Regions from separate parts of the Mus musculus genome. Here region 2 is linked to region 1. Evidence: chromatin contacts called from public promoter capture Hi-C data. All regions are on one chromosome and are shown on one strand. Each heading gives the region's core, a stretch centred on a gene start, on an enhancer-like site or on the middle of the called end of the contact. The rest is flanking DNA. Distances are from core to core; before and after follow the strand shown.

Evidence for each region. Capture Hi-C pulls out chosen DNA fragments and counts their contacts.
Region 2: a contact with region 1 is called in a promoter capture Hi-C map of pancreatic islet. The contact joins two enhancer-like sites.

Annotation. Positions count from the first base shown.
Region 1 is chr15:97,025,092-97,029,174 of GRCm38.p6, reverse strand. All of the region lies in intron 1 of Slc38a4 (solute carrier family 38, member 4), which reads left to right. Among named protein-coding and RNA genes, the nearest start is that of Gm32840, 17 kb to the left of the region's middle. Within about 2 kb of position 1,389, at least 6 of the 459 cell types and tissues checked have an H3K27ac peak or open chromatin away from gene starts, as enhancers often do. A contact at or near this core is called in pancreatic islet, where this site is marked.
Region 2 is chr15:97,895,324-97,899,331 of GRCm38.p6, reverse strand. All of the region lies in intron 1 of Vdr (vitamin D (1,25-dihydroxyvitamin D3) receptor), which reads left to right. Among named protein-coding and RNA genes, the nearest start is that of Vdr, 11 kb to the left of the region's middle. Within about 2 kb of position 1,976, at least 25 of the 459 cell types and tissues checked have an H3K27ac peak or open chromatin away from gene starts, as enhancers often do. A contact at or near this core is called in pancreatic islet, where this site is marked.

The DNA of each region.
Region 1 (4,083 bases), core at 140-2,639:
GTTGGATGACCAGTCTGTCTTGCTATCAAGCTTTGAGTAGGACTGTATCATTGGGGACATGAAGGCACTTTCACATGGAGGTAATATCAGATTCGTTTTCAGGCCAACACTATAGCCATTTATAGGAGGCACATTTTCGATGTGACTTGAAATCAGTTCTTGGGATAGAAGATATTTCGCCTTTGAGTTGCACGGGTTTGCTGTTACCCACTTGCTCAACCCAAGGGTCACTGCCACGTTGGCTGTCAGCCGCCTCTGCCAGGCTTTTGGAGTAGACTGGTCAACACTGAGATGGTCTGAAGGACCAGACCAATGGCGGTGGTGGAAAGTTCACCCTGACGTCACTAGCTCCCCTTCACTTTGACTTATCAGGCAGAACAAATGTTTGCCGTCCTCTCGGAAGGTCACCCCTCCAGGGTCAGACTCGGGACAGTTTTGTTTACCATTTTTGAGGTCTTGGGTTGGTGCTGAGCCACAGGTACAGCATTTGAGAAGCGTCTCATTTTGAGGAACTCCCCCACCAAGAGCTTCTTAGCGGCAGATCAAAGGTTGAAATCCCAACACGTTCAATAACCAGGGTCTGCGTGTGGGGGGGTTTGCTGCTTGAGACACCTGCTAATACATGCACTAAATTGAAAGTCTGCTCACTGAATGAACTGGAAAGTACCCTGGTATGGTGGAGGAGACAGTTTAGAGAGGGGACAGAAGGGAACAAGGTGCCGCAGCCAGGAGGCCCAAAGTACAGACAGCAGGCAAACAAAATGGTTGGATTATATAGAAAAGAGCAGCCCAGCCCCTGGGCTGGAGAGTTCAGGGTAGAAGGTGGTTATGCCAGCCAGGAAGACCCTGTAACTGGTAGGAACTGGGGGCTGAGGGATGCAGGGAGAACTTGGAAGCCAGCATCCACTTTGTTATGTTAAATAGGTACCTCAGCCATTTGTCCCTAACAGTAACATGATAGTTAAGCTTTGACTTTGACTTTGCATCTGCACCATAGTGGATGGGACCTGAGGTGCTGAGCTCTGCCTGTGATGTTTGTTTAGCCTATTTCCATACAATGGAAAGAAAGGCTGAAGGAATTATGTCAAAAATCCGACTTTTAGAAGCATTCACAGCATTTGTGTGTCTGTGTGTGGGGGGGGGGGGCGGGGGTCAGTGTAGCTTTTTTTTCTCTTGGTGATCAAGATAAACTTGCTGCTTAATTTTGAGGTATTAGTGTCATTCCTCGGTACACACCCCCACCTTCCCTCGCCACATGCCTCAAACCAGCAAGCCTGTAATGAACACAATTTCAAGTTGCTTTGGTGTTTGCAGAATATAACAGCACAGTGCCAGATGCTAGGAGTATGTAGCCTGCAAACAAACGTGACACCCACTCCATCCCATGAGGTGATTAGGTGGGTGGCCATTTGTCAAATTAGCACACAAGTGTAAGTGTAAGCACAGATGAGTCCTGAGAGGGCAAGGAGAGCAGTGCTCCGAGAACATGGGAGCAACATGGGAGCGCTCCTTCAGATGTGTGAGTCCCAGCGGCGCTTCCCGGCCACATGGCTTTTAATTCCTTCAGGTGGCCCTAGCTGAGCCCTGGATGCCTCCTTAGGAGTACAGGGAGGAGAGTTCTATGCAGGGGAAACAACACGTGATGAGGTTCTGAGGTGGCAATGGGAGAGACAAGATGCCCAGTGACTCTGTGAACCACAGTCGCTAAAGAAAGTCATGGGGATATTATGCCAGATTAGTGATCTGGGGCGACAATGAGGTGGATGCATTCTTAATAAATGTTCATAGACTGGTAGGCGCTGTTCTTATTGGACCTGAGTAAGGGGATAAAGAACTAAGACTTGTGAGGTGAGGGGTGGGGAGGGGGGGGGTCAAGGTTGAAGACTATCTGCATCTAGTGAGCATCCAGTAAATTGAGTTGCCAAGTACTGAGCCAAGGAGCAAGATTTAGAGCTACAGAAAGGAGCTTTCTCAACCCTGGTGCTTGCAGGCATTTTTCTTTTCTTTCTTACCCATGCCACGATTGGCTGATTATTTCAGCAAGTGTTTAGTCAGAGAATAATAGCAAAGATGTTTGTTGTAACTCTATGTAAAAGCTTTCTGTTTCCAATCTGTTTTCATTAATAGGGTAAGTTCCTTGAGTTCAGGGCTGTGCCTTAAGCCATTCTCTGTGATTTCCAAAGTTTTCGGTTTGCCCTTCCATTCTGGATGTCGCTTGCTGAAGGAATGAGTTGCTGGATGCCAGGGTGAAACACTTTCACGCTGAAGTCTGTTTATGTTACTAACGGGAGGTTACACTTTGGCAGCAACCATGTGACCAAGATGTTTCGAGATGCTTGCTTTGTGATATATACCACTGATCTGAAGTAGTTCAGGTTTTAATGTTCTAAGGCTGTTTAAATTGCACTTGTCACTGTAAGTTCCTTTAAACCAGGTCGGTAGTTGGGTATTCAGAGATGAAAATGGACTATACCTTTTGTCACTGTTTCCTGGCAATAGTTGAAATCATGATTGGGAGCTGAGGGCTCAAACTGTCTTATGGGACATATCACTTCTCCAAAGAGAATCATTTATATACAGTAAGAGTACTATAGAAATAAGTTCTTTCCCTACCTCACTTACAAGCTTTGCAAGAGTTCTGAGAACAAGAAGCCCTCTTTCAGGGTGTCTAAGATAAAGTTCACATGCTAGTATATATGTTCAAATGCAGATTAAAGCATCCGTGGGATTCTGATTATTGGAAGAAGGAGAAGGGATCGAGTGTATTGAGGACCGCCTACATGTTAACCTTAGGCAAACATCATCATACTTAAACTCTCATCATGCTAGTTTTGTGGTAAATGATATTACTCCCCCCCTTTTTCTGGAGGGTGTCAGTTAGGTAATTTGACCAAGGCTTATACCTGGTGCTATTTGCCACCAAAGCCAGAGTTCCTGTTCCCCATTCAGGCATTCGCTCTCTATGGATAGAGGCAGTAGGTGAAGGCCACTCAACCCAAATGTCCATTTTCCATCTGTATATGCAATAAGAACAAGACTGGTTAAGAGGGCTGCTATGGGGATTACTTGGGGTAATGTATTCAAAGCCTTAAACTAGTTCCTGGCCCACTGTACGCACATACACACATACGGAGTGGGCGCCATGTGAGGGTTGGTAACTTCTGGCTTTGATCCCAAGATTAGCGTGGTTTTAGGTGAATGACGTAATGAAGCCCCTACAGTGCAATGGAATAAACTTTAGCGGCAATCCCTGGAGTGTGAACAGAGATCTCAGCCCTGAGCTTCCACAGAGAGCTCAGACCGGGTCAGGAAAAGATAGAGTGGAAGAGGAGAAGGCCATTTCAGTCACTGTGACAGGTTTGTGCGGACGGCCTGAGCAGAACACAGTGTACCTCCCTCCACCCCCACCCCCGACCCCCACCCCCTGCAAACTATAGACTAGTATAGCTATGGACACCAGATGAGGAGAGTGTGGAATGAGATACAGAGACTGGAGAAACACAGACCTTATGAGCCATAAAGCTGTGTTGTACTTGTGAGAATCTGGATGGCTTTAGAGGGCATTCAGCAAAGAGAGGATTTGATGAACTCCAGCAATTCACTCTGGCTCATGTGTGGAGAACCTGTGTGTGTGGAATGGATATGTGGTAGGGCAGGCAAGAGAGGGTTCAAGGAGCTTGATTAGGTCATGTCTACTTGGAAAGGTGTTGTTGGTGGAAGACATGGGACAAGGTAGACAAGTTTGAGAAAAACTTGAGTTGCCTGTAAAATCAAGCAGGCTCCGTAAAGGACTGCAAGGTGGATAGAAGGGGGTGGGTATTTGCCACATTAGACTTCTGCTTCTGGTCCAAGTAGCTGCGCCCATGTGGTGACTGACATTCTTAGAGCGGCTCGTGATGGAAGACAGGGAAGAGTTTAGGCATGTGACATTTTAAATGTTGAGCTACGCAGGTATCAGCTAGGCCACTGGTCATACGGAAGCATAACTTAGAGAAGAAGCCTGGACCAAGCTTTAGCTTGAAAGTCCACTGTGTGCACTGGAAGTTGAAGACGCAGGTCACGGAGGAGGCCAACAGTAGGCAA
Region 2 (4,008 bases), core at 727-3,226, 870 kb before region 1:
CAGGCTGACATTTAGGTGAATCTTCCACAGCGATTATACCCACTGGGCACAGTCACCAGCACCTAAAGTGACTGAGCAGGCGCCGTGTGCCAGACACGGGACTAAGCAGTTGGCCCGAATTAGCCCATGGACGCCTCACTGATTTAGAAGGTGTGGACTGTGATTTCTCTCATCTCGTAGATAAGGAAACAGGAGCCGAGAGAGAGAGAGAGAGAGAGAGAGAGAGAGAGAGAGAGAGAGAGAGAGAGAGAGAGAGAGATTGTGAGGGCAGCCAGTACAAGGGAGGGACTAGGGACTGGGCCCAGCCAGGTAGGCTGGCTCCAGAGCCACTGCCCTTTCAGCTGTGTTTCGGGGTGGTGCAGGGGCCAAGGCCAGAGAGTAAAGCTGGAGGTGAGAGAGACTGAAGGACTTCCGGCTGGTATTCAGATGGGGCCCACAGTAGGCCTGCAAAGGTGTTGCTGGAGCCACAGCCCAGTGTGGCCTCATGATCCAATTAGGTTTTTATAGCAAGCTGGACATGCTAGATATGAAGTGTGCGGGTTTGGTTCTGTTTTTAAGTAAAACCCACCCACCTCTCCCTGTCTCTTCCTTTTTTTCTCCAGTGCACATGGGGAATGGGGTTGTGTGTGTGCGTGTGCACGTGCATGTGTGTGGGTCAGAGGTCACGCTCATGTGTCGTCCTCTGTCCCTCCTACACCTGTTTGGCTGAGACGTATCTCTGACTGATTCCTCTCCAGGATTAACAAGCTCAACACCCACCATGCTGGCTTTTATGAATGCTAAGGATCCAAATGTTGGTACTTACGCATGGCGAGCACTTTCTATCAGTCGAAATCTCTCTGTTTTTAAAGATAATGATTTTTGTTTTGGTAGGGGGGGTCAGATGCAAGGTTCAGGACAGGGTTTCACTGTGTGGTCCTGGCTGTCCTAGAACTCAATCTGTAGACCAGGCTGGCCTTGAACTCACAGAGATCTGCCTGTTTCTGGGATTAAAGGAGTGGGCCGCCACCACCCAGCTGATAATGAATTTTTAAAACTTGCAATCTCTGTGGGTGAGGGGCATAAGCAACAGAATTCAGGGCCAGGAGGTCCTCTGGGCTCTCTGGCACTCTCCACAGTGAGTGCTGCACAGAGCAAGTCAGAGAAAGCCGCTCCCTAGAGGAGTAGAGGCTAGACCCTCCCCTCCCCCCTGTCTGTGGTGAGCGATCAGGAGAGAGTTCAGGTGACACCTGGAGTCCCTCCATTTCCCCCTCCCTGTTGTTCTATCTCTCTAGTCAGTGGTCCCCCATGAGCATCAGAGAGAAAGTCATCAAGAGAAAGTTTTTAAAAAGCTAACAAGGCCAGGGGTGTGGTTCAGTTGGTAGAGTGCTCGCCCAGCATGCCCAGAGCCCTGGGTTTGACTCCCCAGCATGGCATAAACTGGGTTTGGTGGCACACACCCGTAATCCCACCACGTGGGAAAGGAAAGCAGGAGATGAGAAGTTCAAGGTCATCTTTGACTATGCAGGGACTTAGAAGCCGGGCTGGACTACATAAGATACTGTCTCAACCAAACAAATAAACAAAGAAAGCAGCAAGTGAAACCACAAGGAGCTAAAACAGTTAAAGAAAGAGGTGCAAGGCAAAAATGAAACAAAACCACACAGACAATGGAGCTTTGTTATAAACCTGCTGCTCAGCATACACTACAAAGGGCCTCTGTGCCTGAGCCTGGGGCTGGGGATTGAACCTGGGACTCTGTGGTCCAGCACTGAGCTCCACTCCCAAGCCCTGTTCTGCATCAGCTTTTCCCCAGCTGGTCTTGGCGCTCCAGAGAGCCGGCAGAGAGCTGACCACGCTCCTCTGATCCTTAAACGTGTCTTTCTTCGCTGCTGCCTTCTTCCTGAGATCTGGTCCTCCCCTTCAGTGCCTGGGAGAATCATAGTCAAGCAACAGCTAACGTTCCTACAGATGGAGCTTGGCGGTTTTTATTACACATTTGGAAGTGTTTTATCTCAGCCGATTCCACGGTCATGTGAGATTTGTAGAGCTTACTTGAGACTCTTTGTAGGAGCAAGAGCTATGCATGGAGACCTACCATCCCTGGCTCCCACAGGGCCGGACTGTCACTTTGTACCCAGTCTACAGGTGGTGGCAGGTGGCAGCAGGTGCTGATAGACAGTCACGACTGGGTTCTGCTGACTACTGAGCTGCTACGTCTCTTTAAAGCCTGGCTTCAGAGGCAGTAGGCAGTGGGCTTGTGAAAAGGGCCTAAGAGGTTGGTGGCCCATGGCCAGCTTCTACCCCCCACTGCCTGTCACCCTGAGCTATTATTCCAAAAGCCGGGCAGAAAATAGCTCACTCGGGAGAATTATTTTTGTCTCTGTTAAACTTCAATCCAGAACCCGGCTACGGAACTGTTTTTCAGGTCAGGAGGAGTTCTGGGATAGAAGGGGAAACAGTGGATGGAGGGGTCACCCACCTCTCCTCCCAGGGGCAGGAAGGATCATGGCCACTGGCCTAGCCTAGAAAGCTGCGCACTGGATGCTCAGCTGGCAGCGGCTCCAGGTACACGGTGATGGGGTGAAGCCGGCCTGGAAGGGAAGATGGTAGTGAGAGAGCACGGTTGGTCATCATCACTTCCTCTCTCCAAAGCCTAGCTCCAGGGGACAGCAGGCAATGGGGGTGCGGGAGCAGGGGCAGGCTAAGCACACCATGCTTTCTGCTCTAGTCCTTTGTGGAGCGGGGCTCTGAGTGGCTCTTTCACAACCTTCTCCATGATGTTTGTTCTACTGGCAAATTGAAGACATGGGGCGTTCCGCCTCAAGGGGCCTACGGTTCAGCGGCTGGGCTCAGCGGGGGAAGCTGACCAAGAGCCACCGTCTGCTTAGGTCCCTGCTTGTGGGCAGCAGGTTACTGACTACTAGAAGAGAGAAAAGCCATTCTTCCCAGGACCCAGGGGCTAACTCCTCTCTCCTGAGAGGAACAGGAAGATACCCAATGGGCAGGAGTTGGGCAAGGATCTTTCCTACCATCCTGTGGCCCTGGGAGACCCCCCCCCCCCACACACACACACAAAAGTATTTGGCTTGATACATTTAATTCAAGCATTATTTTCCCTTGGAGCTTTGAGGGTAAGATGAGGCTTGGCTGTGGACCACCAGTGAGTTTGTACATCTGGTCTCTATATGGGTTGGCATATGTTTATAGACAGCCTGCCACCCCTGCCCGTGATGTCCGTTGTTTGTGAGCGCTGTATATTTTCACACCCGACTGCTTCCTTCACGTGATTCCTGGCAACAAGGAGGTGGCTCGTTGGCCGAGAGGGCAGGGTAGGCTGAGAGGCCCAGCAGAGGCAGACTTGGAGATCTGGAAACTGGGAGGTGTCTGTGCTTCCTGTGCCCGGCAACCATATCTCGCCACTCGGGACAACTTGATGAATGGAAGAAGAGTTGACTGGGGATGTGTAGCTGCCTTTTCTCCAGCTTACGTCCGCCCTTGTTAAACCATTTGTTCTTTTGATAATCTCTCATGAAACCTTTTTTTTTTCCTTTTGGCCTCGAGCTGGGCTGCAGCGTTCTAGTATTCTCTCTCCCCTGCCTCACCCTCCTAGCTCAGTGACTAATGGTTCTATGAGAATTCCCTTAGGGCTCTGGGTCTATACCACATCCCGTGGAGATGAGGCCAGGGGCTCCCCTACATGGTTTTATCCTCTCTTGTGCTTACCTGCCTGCTCTATAACATGCCACCCTCAATCAAGGGGTCCTATTTGTCACCCCCTGTGAACCATAAGCTTCAAGAAGTCCAGAGCTACATCACACCCATTGTATACTTCCAGCTTCTAGGGCCAGCTTTGTCTTGTAGTGGGTGCTAAGGCTAGGCAGAAGTCACCGTCAAAGATCAAGTAGCAAGCGGAGCAGTGGTGGCACACGCCTTTAATCCCAGCACTTGGGAGGCAGAGGCAGGCAGATTTCTGAGTTCGAGGCCAGCCTGGTCAACAGAATGAGTTCCAGGACAGCCAGGGCTGCA